2 separate regions of the Zea mays genome follow, and region 2 is linked to region 1. A link is a contact called in public Hi-C data. All regions are on one chromosome and are shown on one strand. Each heading gives the region's core, a stretch centred on a gene start, on an enhancer-like site or on the middle of the called end of the contact. The rest is flanking DNA. Distances are from core to core; before and after follow the strand shown.

Evidence for each region. A called contact is a pair of places that touch in the nucleus more often than the background predicts.
Region 2: a contact with region 1 is called in a Hi-C map of leaf, with 4 times the contacts expected there. The contact joins the promoter of LOC103641919 here to the promoter of LOC103641911 in region 1. A contact is called at or near these places in 2 of 25 Hi-C or Micro-C datasets (ear and leaf).

The regions. Positions count from the first base shown.
Region 1 is chr10:137,231,413-137,235,817 of Zm-B73-REFERENCE-NAM-5.0, reverse strand. LOC103641911 (B3 domain-containing protein Os02g0683500) reads left to right here and starts at 2,494. Exons shown (of 1, transcript XM_008665221.4): 1 at 2,494-4,405. The coding sequence starts at 2,948. The coding sequence ends at 4,162.
Region 2 is chr10:137,403,381-137,407,751 of Zm-B73-REFERENCE-NAM-5.0, reverse strand. LOC103641919 (protein REDUCED WALL ACETYLATION 3-like) reads right to left here and starts at 1,701. Exons shown (of 3, transcript XM_020545723.1): 1 at 1,571-1,701; 2 at 1,200-1,455; 3 at 1,036-1,112. The coding sequence starts at 1,639. The coding sequence ends at 1,051. It also overlaps the pseudogene LOC103642863.

The DNA.
Region 1 (4,405 bases), core at 1,245-3,744:
ACATATTACTAATGCTAGCTAGCTAGTTGCCACGAGCTAGCTAGCAGCATGGTATACGTACGAACCCTACAAGTACGGGGCTGTTGGTGGCAGAATTTGCCGCGCAGCACATATGATTACCCGTCATCTGTGCAGCACACCCATGAGGCTGTCCACACTCATTCAGCCCTAAATTTTTACCCTAAAAAGAATATTCTATCCTGGTCAGCGAGATTCTCTATTCTATACTACAATCTTCCGCAGTCATATTTACTCTATATCTTAACTCTATACCTACTACCATATATTATATCATTTCTTTTAATACTATTTTATCCACATCCACCAACCTTCTGCTGATCCCACACGGAAAGGACGGAGAGAGATTATCGAGTAGCAGTTACATGGACGCTGGAAATGGAGTTACATATAGTAGTAGAAGCAGTTCATCGTTGCAGCATTTCTTTTACTGCATATGCAGCTCTATGTTGGTAGCGCACCCTTTCGAGTCTGCCGGTGTGGACAGTCTGAGAGCTATATATGTGCAGTCGAAGCCGAAGGAAATGGCCTTTCCCTGCTGGCCGATAAAGCACCGGCGTCTGCACAAGGCATGTCTCGCGTTTGGCGTGCGTGTCATGCATGCTTGATCCCCATACCATGAAGGACGAGATCACATGAGCGAGCCCAACCATGGGGCCCACCCTACTCCCGCCCATCCCTCATCTAGGCTCCTCACCCCACTCCGGCCTCTCTCTCTCTCTCTCTCTCTCTCTCTCTCTCTGCAAAGACTACCAGCAGAGCAAATTCACATTTGCTCAGTTTGTTACCGTGGTCACTGGATGCGAATTACCCCCCTGCTGGCCTCCTCCCTACCCCCACCCCTCCTCCCAAATTCAAAAGGTCATCAGCGCAATTTGCGTTTCCGCGCGCTGGTGCGGTTGATGAAGAAGAATTGAACAGGCCCTTTCAGCGCAATATGCACATCATTTCATGCCTAGCAATTCACGGCTTCGGTTCTTGCGTACTCCGTATGCAGTATATGCACACAGAGACAGACAACGTAGTAAAGTCACTTTGACTGTGTAATACAATATGCACCGAAGTACCAAAGTCTATCTACTGCAAGTTTTTGTGATCAGCTGTATGCAATTTCATCGCCCGGCCGGATTGAATCGGTTTATACTCATATGCTAAGTATTATCTGTAAGTTTTGTCTGTATACTAGCTCATGAATGATAGTATTGTTCAGTAATAAGACCGGAAAACAGAATACTGAAAGGCAAGAGCATGCAATACGGTAGTCTGCAACTCAACTGTACAATATATATACTCTCAGAATAGAAATGCATAAACGCAATGAACCATTCCTACCACTAGTCTACTGCTCGAGTGCGAGTGGTAGGGAGGTTGTGCATGCCCGGTCTCACCTTCGAGGAATTTTCTAGCTAGGGCAGTCAACTCCCCCGGGTTGCCTCCATCTATATTTTTGGAATCCTGATTTTAGTGGGATATTCCTGGTTTTTCCCGTTTTAGTCACATAAACGGGATAGATAGAAGACAAAGTACCACCTTAGCTCTATCTTGGATGGCCTGCATGCTTAATCTGTGATTTTCTATTCTTATTTATTAGGGACTATAACGGTATGAACTAGCTCTATTGCATAATTCTATTGTCGTTTGGACTTCATTGGATTATCTTGTGCAACAAGCTTATGGTGGATAATTCTACGTTTTTTTTTGTTTTTGCCTATGAACTATGATACCTTTAAAACTTAAGCTTATGAACTATGATGCTCGTGATCGATGGCCCGGTGGATTATTAAGACATGCTTTGTATAATCTTTAATGTTATCATGTTAGACTGCTATGTACATTGTACAACCGTACAATGTTTGGTGATTGACGAACATTGACAGAAAAAGGTTATCTTTGCACAACTTGTCAATCTTTTTTAAAAAATGTATATGCTTGTGTCGATTTTTAAACTTGTGTAGTTGTGATTTATGTTGTTCTAAACTCTTGATACTATAGTTTATTAAGTGATAGTACAATATAGCATATTTCGGTCAAAGTTTCCGGTTACCGGCCGTTGTATATCTGTTCCTTTCAATCCGTTTCTGTGTAACCGCATATCCCGCAAACGTTTTCGTTTATTGATATACCGCTCTCGCTCCCATTTTTGGTAAAAAAAATATAGAAACGAAAATAGAAAGAGGTTTTCGTTCGTTTTCATTTATAGTTGGAATTGAACTCCTCCCTAAACCGGCATCCGACAGCCTCTAGCAGCTTTCCTAACAACCACCACTAAGGTCATCTCTATCAGGCCGTGAATAGGTCATGTAAAATTATTTTTTACATGATTGCACTAGTAAAATTTGAAATAAAGAGTGAGATAAAAAGTACGTTGGAGACAGTCTCATCAGTTGCTAGAGATAGAATAAACAACCGCACTCAAACAATTACCATGATTTTCCTCCCTCCGTCACTCATCACATCGATCCCGTCCGCCCTTTTCCAGCTCCGGCCCAGCGGAGCCTCCGGGCGCTGGCTTCTTGCCCTGCCCCGCCCCGCGCTGCGCGCTCCACCTCCGACGCGCGCGCGGCGGAGCTCGATCCGAGCGCGGTGGGCCAATGCGAACACCAAAGGCAGATGAATCGCTTCCCCTCCCCTCCCGATCGGCCGTGCCGTACTGCCGTCGTACTAGCCAGCCGGGTCAAATACAGTCACACAGGGAGAGGAGAGATAAGCTAGAAACAGAGGGGCAGATAGCAGCGCGGATAGATCCCCGCCTCCTCTCCACTCTCCCCAGCAAACAACCAAAAGCAGCCAGCCAGTCGCCGCCGCGCGGGACCGCGTCGCATCAAAGCCACCGCATCCAACAGGGACAGGCAGGCGCACGCTCGGAAGTGGAGGCGTCGTCCAAGACGAAGAGGAGGAGGAGGAGGAGGAGGCCAGGGCGTAGCTAGGTATGGAGTTCGCGAGCTCTTCGAGTAGGTTTTCCAAAGAGGAGGAAGAGCAGGAGGAGGAAGAGGACGAGGAGGTGTCCCCGCGCGAGATCCCCTTCATGACAGCGGCAGCTACGGCCGGCACCGGAGCCACCTCCTCCTCGCCCTCGCCTTCCGCGGCAGCCTCGGCGTCAGCGTCGAGTTCGGCTGCTGCCCTCCGCTCGAGCGGCGGTGGGGGCGGGGGCGACGACGACATGGAGGTGGTCGAGAAGGAGCACATGTTCGACAAGGTGGTGACGCCCAGCGACGTGGGGAAGCTCAACCGGCTGGTGATCCCGAAGCAGCACGCGGAGAAGTACTTCCCGCTGGACGCGGCGGCCAACGAGAAGGGCCTCCTGCTCAGCTTCGAGGACCGCGCCGGCAAGCTCTGGCGCTTCCGCTACTCCTACTGGAACAGCAGCCAGAGCTACGTCATGACCAAGGGCTGGAGCCGATTCGTCAAGGAGAAGCGCCTCGACGCCGGGGACACCGTCTCCTTCTGCCGTGGCGCCGCCGACGCTGCGCGGGACCGCCTCTTCATCGACTGGAGGAAGCGCAGCGCCGACTCCTCCCGCCACCCGCACCGCATGCTGCCACGCCTCCCGCTCCACATGCCGCCACTCGCGTCGCCCTACGGCTATGGCCCCTGGGGCGGCGGCGCGGGCGGTTTCTTCGTGCCGCCCGCCACACTCTACGAGCACCACCGCTTCCGCCAGGCCCTCGACTTCCGCAACGTCAGCGCCGCGGCCGCGCCGGCCAGGCAGCTCCTCTTCTTCGGCTCAGCCGGCATGCCCCCGCGCGCGTCCATCCCGCAGCAGCAGCAGCCGCCGCCGCCATCTCTGCACAGCATTATGATGGTGCAACCCAGCCCCGAGGCCACGGCCGGCCTGCCCATGCTTCTCGACTCGGTGCCGCTCGTCAACAGCCCGACGGCAGCCGCGAAGCGAGTCCGCCTGTTCGGGGTCAACCTCGACAACCCGCAGCCAGGCAGCAGTGCCGAGTCAAGCCATGACACCAACGCATTGTCGCTGAGGATGCCGGGATGGCAGAGGCCGGGGCCATTGAGGTTCTTCGAGTCGACGCCTCAGCGCGGCGCCGCCGGTGCAGCAGCTGGCGCTGAGTCATCTGCAGCCTCGTCGCCGTCGTCACCGTCGTCCTCCAAGAGGGAAGCACATTCGTCAGTGGATCTCGATCTGTGAGCGAGATCGACCCAGCAGGCGACTTCGATCGATCGGGAGAGTATAAAAGGAAAATTGAAAAATTCTTCCTTCCGTCGCTACCTTCTTCGCCTTTTGATATTTCATTATAACTTTTTGATGATAGGATCTATAGAGTAGTCTTCTTCTTAACACTTGTTCTCCATTTTTTGTTTCGGCCATTCAAATTCTTGTGTTGGCTTTACAATATATATAGGTACGTATATAGAGAATTAAGTTAGACGA
Region 2 (4,371 bases), core at 452-2,951, 170 kb before region 1:
ATAGATATATCATATCATAGCAACTTATATATCAGGCTGCCTGCAGTCACGTACTTGAAAAGGAACTGTAAAGAATACCGTAGGCTATAGAGTTCGAATGGTGCTGCAGCGAGTGACTGGAAAGATAGCTGTAAAATACAGTCGGCTGAGAAGAACTCTATCTGCAGCGTTCGCTGCCGTGCGACTGGATGACAGAGGTGGGACCGGAGGTGGGGCCCAAGAGAGACGTTGTGAGAGGCCGGTTAGGAGAGAGGTGAAAATAAATAATAGAATATGTGGTAGTTGGTATAGGGTAGAGATTTAAGGTGAATATGACTGCGAAATATTGTGAGATAGAGTACAGAATCTCGCTGACGAGGATAGAATATTCCTTTTAGAGTAGAAATTTAGGGTTCCATGAGTGCGGATAGCCTCATACTAGGTGAATGCCCGTGTCTTACAACGGGAACATATAATATTACAATAACTTATATATAAATGTGTTATATTGTTATAAGAAAAAAAATTATAATCCATTGGTGATCTTGGTCATACATAAATTTTATTATTTTAATCTATTTGTTTCACCACTACATTACGACCATCAATATAATGCAGATTTCTAAATATGATAGTTAGGTGTCTGTGCATTGCGATGACTCACAAATTATTAATAAAATGTTAGTGAACAACAATTATATGAAAATGAACAATACATATTGTCATCGACCTCAATATATCACTAATTTTTTACCACCAAACAATACATAATTAAACTGGAACAAATCAAATTATACTACAATGTGTATATCACAAATACAAGGACTAAGAAGTGAACTTCTTTGTACGTCAAAAGCTCCATGTTAAGGTTAGCATGATCTGAACAAAAGAAACGATGCTTAATATATATAGAGATTAGGGAAAATATATCGAGACGTATCCAATAACATCTCGCAGATACAATCTCAGAGGGTGATCAGGGTAATATAGGTCCATATCTGAAATACTTACATTAGGATGGAAGTAAGCATAAATCATTCCAATAATCCATATGTATCGATCGAGGCCAGATCAGAAATGCCACTCATGTAGCACGGGTAAGTGTGCCTTGGATGGTGATGGATCTTTATAGCCTGAATAGAAAATAATTAAGGTTGGTTCTGAACTCCTGAGCATGACTGGTAGGGAGAATGTCATACAAAACTACATCAATAACTTACCTAGCAGAAACGTAAAAGGGGCCCACAATAATTCAAATACCCCAGGGATTTCCCATATCAAAATTACAGACAAGAAGCAGCAAGCAATCTTAATAGCCATGATTGATGGTACCTCATTGTATTTGTTAAACAGACCAAGTGATCCATATACCATAAGAGTAAATAGTGTGTGCATTGGGCATATATAATAGAGCATGAGATCATTGTCAAGGACAATGCAACAGAATGCCACAAAGAAATTTAACCTCCACATCATCTGCATGGAAAGTATAGTTATTGGTCTAGTGCTTAAAAGGCGGTAACAAGAAATACAGGAGACTAAACTCATTAGGACATAGCACAAAATAAGACTGATGAGGTAGCATAGGCACCTGAGCAAATCTTGCAATACTAAAATCTTTCTTGATATAGTAATATGAGAAATTCCCAAATCCAGTCATCCAGACATAGCAAGCAATGAACACACGGATTGCATTGTATATCTCAGAAGCAGCAAAATAATGGTACACTCTTGCAAATTGGCCTCCAGGTAAGATATCAGCTTCAGAAGACGCCTTCCAAAAGGGGCCATTCTCTCCAAGTGTTCCTGATCTTGATCATCAGAACTTCTGAAAGTATCATGACCACTGCTGTATTCAGCCAATAGTGCATCAAGTGTCTCACTGTAAACAACTAGCAACCTCAAATAGTTACATAACGTGTCATTGGGTGGATCTCTCCAGCTGTCATCGCCCTCCTTGAGGTCTCCTGCTGAAACATCTTCCCAAACTCAAACATGTTACCCCACACGACATCCCCAAGCCTATCAAGAATGGCTTGCACGTCACTGATCACGCCATCCCCAGAACATCCTATGCACCAGTCCTTCATTTCAGGGATCACCTCTGCAAGTGCCTCATACATGTCAAGGATCCGAGGGACCTTCTCTGGCGAGCGGGGGCACACCGCCACGACACCCCCAAAGCTAATAATCTGCATAATGCATCCTTTGGTGGACTCAAGGAAACACGCATCCATAAGTTCATCAGACGCATCGAGCACCTGGTCATAGAGGCGACACTCACCAGCCAGCAGCACGCGCACGACCGTCTTGACCCCGTGCACCCACTTCTTCATCTTGTCGTTGAGCAGCTTCCACTCGATGCGTTGCACATCGTCGATGCTGAGGCGCTCGACGCTAAGCACGGAGAGGTACTCGTCGAGCAGGTTGCGGCGGATCCCGCGTGCGCCATCCGGTGGGCGATGGCGCGCAGGTCTTCGACGGCCCCGGGGCGCACAGGATCGAACACCTGGTCCTCAAAGGGATTAGATCCGAGGGAGGCGCCGCGCGCGGTCTCCGGACCGGCGGGGGTGGCGTCGAGGCTATGCGGCGTGGCGGCGTCGAAGTTGGGGCAGGCGTTGAGGTCGTCCATGGACTCGAGCGAGAGGCGGCGGAGCAAGAAGAAGAGGCCCGTGGGGTCAATGGGGACGGCGTGGCGGACCATGAGGTGGCGCAGCTCCTCCTCGAGGCGCACCATGGCGAGCTGGACGGCGACGCCGGCCCGCGCGCCACCAAGGCCGCCGCGCGCGAGGTGGTCGATGGCGACGTCCAAAGCGGCGAGGTACTGCGCGATGTCGTCCTTGGGAGCTAAATTCTAGGAACTGCAAGCAGCTGTAACACGAAAGCTGCACGCTCTCCAACAAATCATCCAGCCCCGCTCCGCACCAGAGATACCTGTTGATGAGCATCGGCATGGCTGCCTCATGGATGGAGCCCCTCTTCTTGTGCATGCGCTCGGCGAGTCGCTGGTGCGGGGTCAGACAGCGACGGGCGGGGTGGCCGGCCGCGACCTACTTTTGCGTGGAGAAGGGATCGGAGGCGGGCATCACGTCAGGGGAGAGGGGGCGCGGTGTCGGGGTGGGCTACAATCGTGGGCGGCGGCAGACAGGCGTGGATCGGCCGTGGCGCGACTTCGAGATTAGCGGCGTGTTGTGGGCGAGGATGTCGAGGTGGGAGGCAGAACGTGCACCACCTGTGTGTGAATGCCTACGGTCCTCTTTTAAGAAGTAGTAGAGATATTCATAGTGTTTCAGTTACCGACTTTACTCTTAGGTGTTGTTTGGTTCGGATCTTTTGATCCGTGTAGTTGGTTCACATTAGATTCTCTTGGCTGGCGTTTGGTTGGACAGAGTTGCAACCCATCGCACCACGAACTAATACGAACCCCATGAAACTTGGTTATCGCTCCTCAACGGGCGCTATCTTACAACGTGCGTCCCTCTTCAAAAATTGGCTGCTACAATGGATGAGATGGCGTTGCCCAAAACAACCAAACAAAACCAGGTAACCATTGCATTGCAACAAATCATGTTGGGGTCTCATTGCATTACCGTTCTGTCACCTTTGGTGAACCGAACACCACCTTAGTCTACAGTTCAGCGCCACATCCACTTCTATTTTTACATGCCTTCAATTAAGATAAAACACATCGTTTTATTGAAATAAAAAATAAATCAGACTATATAATTAAACAAATAAAAGTTATGTAATTCATAAAACATAAATAAAATTACGAAACAAAAAAACTATATAATTCATACATAAAATCAATTGATATATGTTTAAATATGTTTAATTAAACTATGTTGGAGCCGATCATGGACCATACTAGTATGGATAAGGATGGCTGCAAAGATCATAGGTGCTTCACGAGTGATGATTGATGATATAACAAAGGACTCATCTATCTTATAGTCGTCCATATCGTATGCTCCTCCATACTCATCCTCAATGATCATGTTGTGCAGAATGATACATGCGCATATGACAACACCAAGTATTTGGTGGCAAACATAATGACCTGGGATAGTGAGGGTATGGAAGCGAGCCTTAAGGACCTCAAATGCTCTCTCTCTCTGCTCACATGAAGCAAACATCCACAACTTTGGAGTCTATGTGAGGAGAATGATATTCACAACACTGGGCACTATGGGTAGATGACATCGACAAGATAGTACCCTTGCCTGTACTTATGTCCATTCACCATGAAGTTCATATTTGGTGTTTCTCCCTTGAGTACATTAATGGACAACGATGATTAGTTGAACATGGAATGATACACCTAAGGAAATATTCAGGGCACTCTCAAGCTTTTCCCTATTTTGATATATTAATCAATGGAGTCAGCAACGC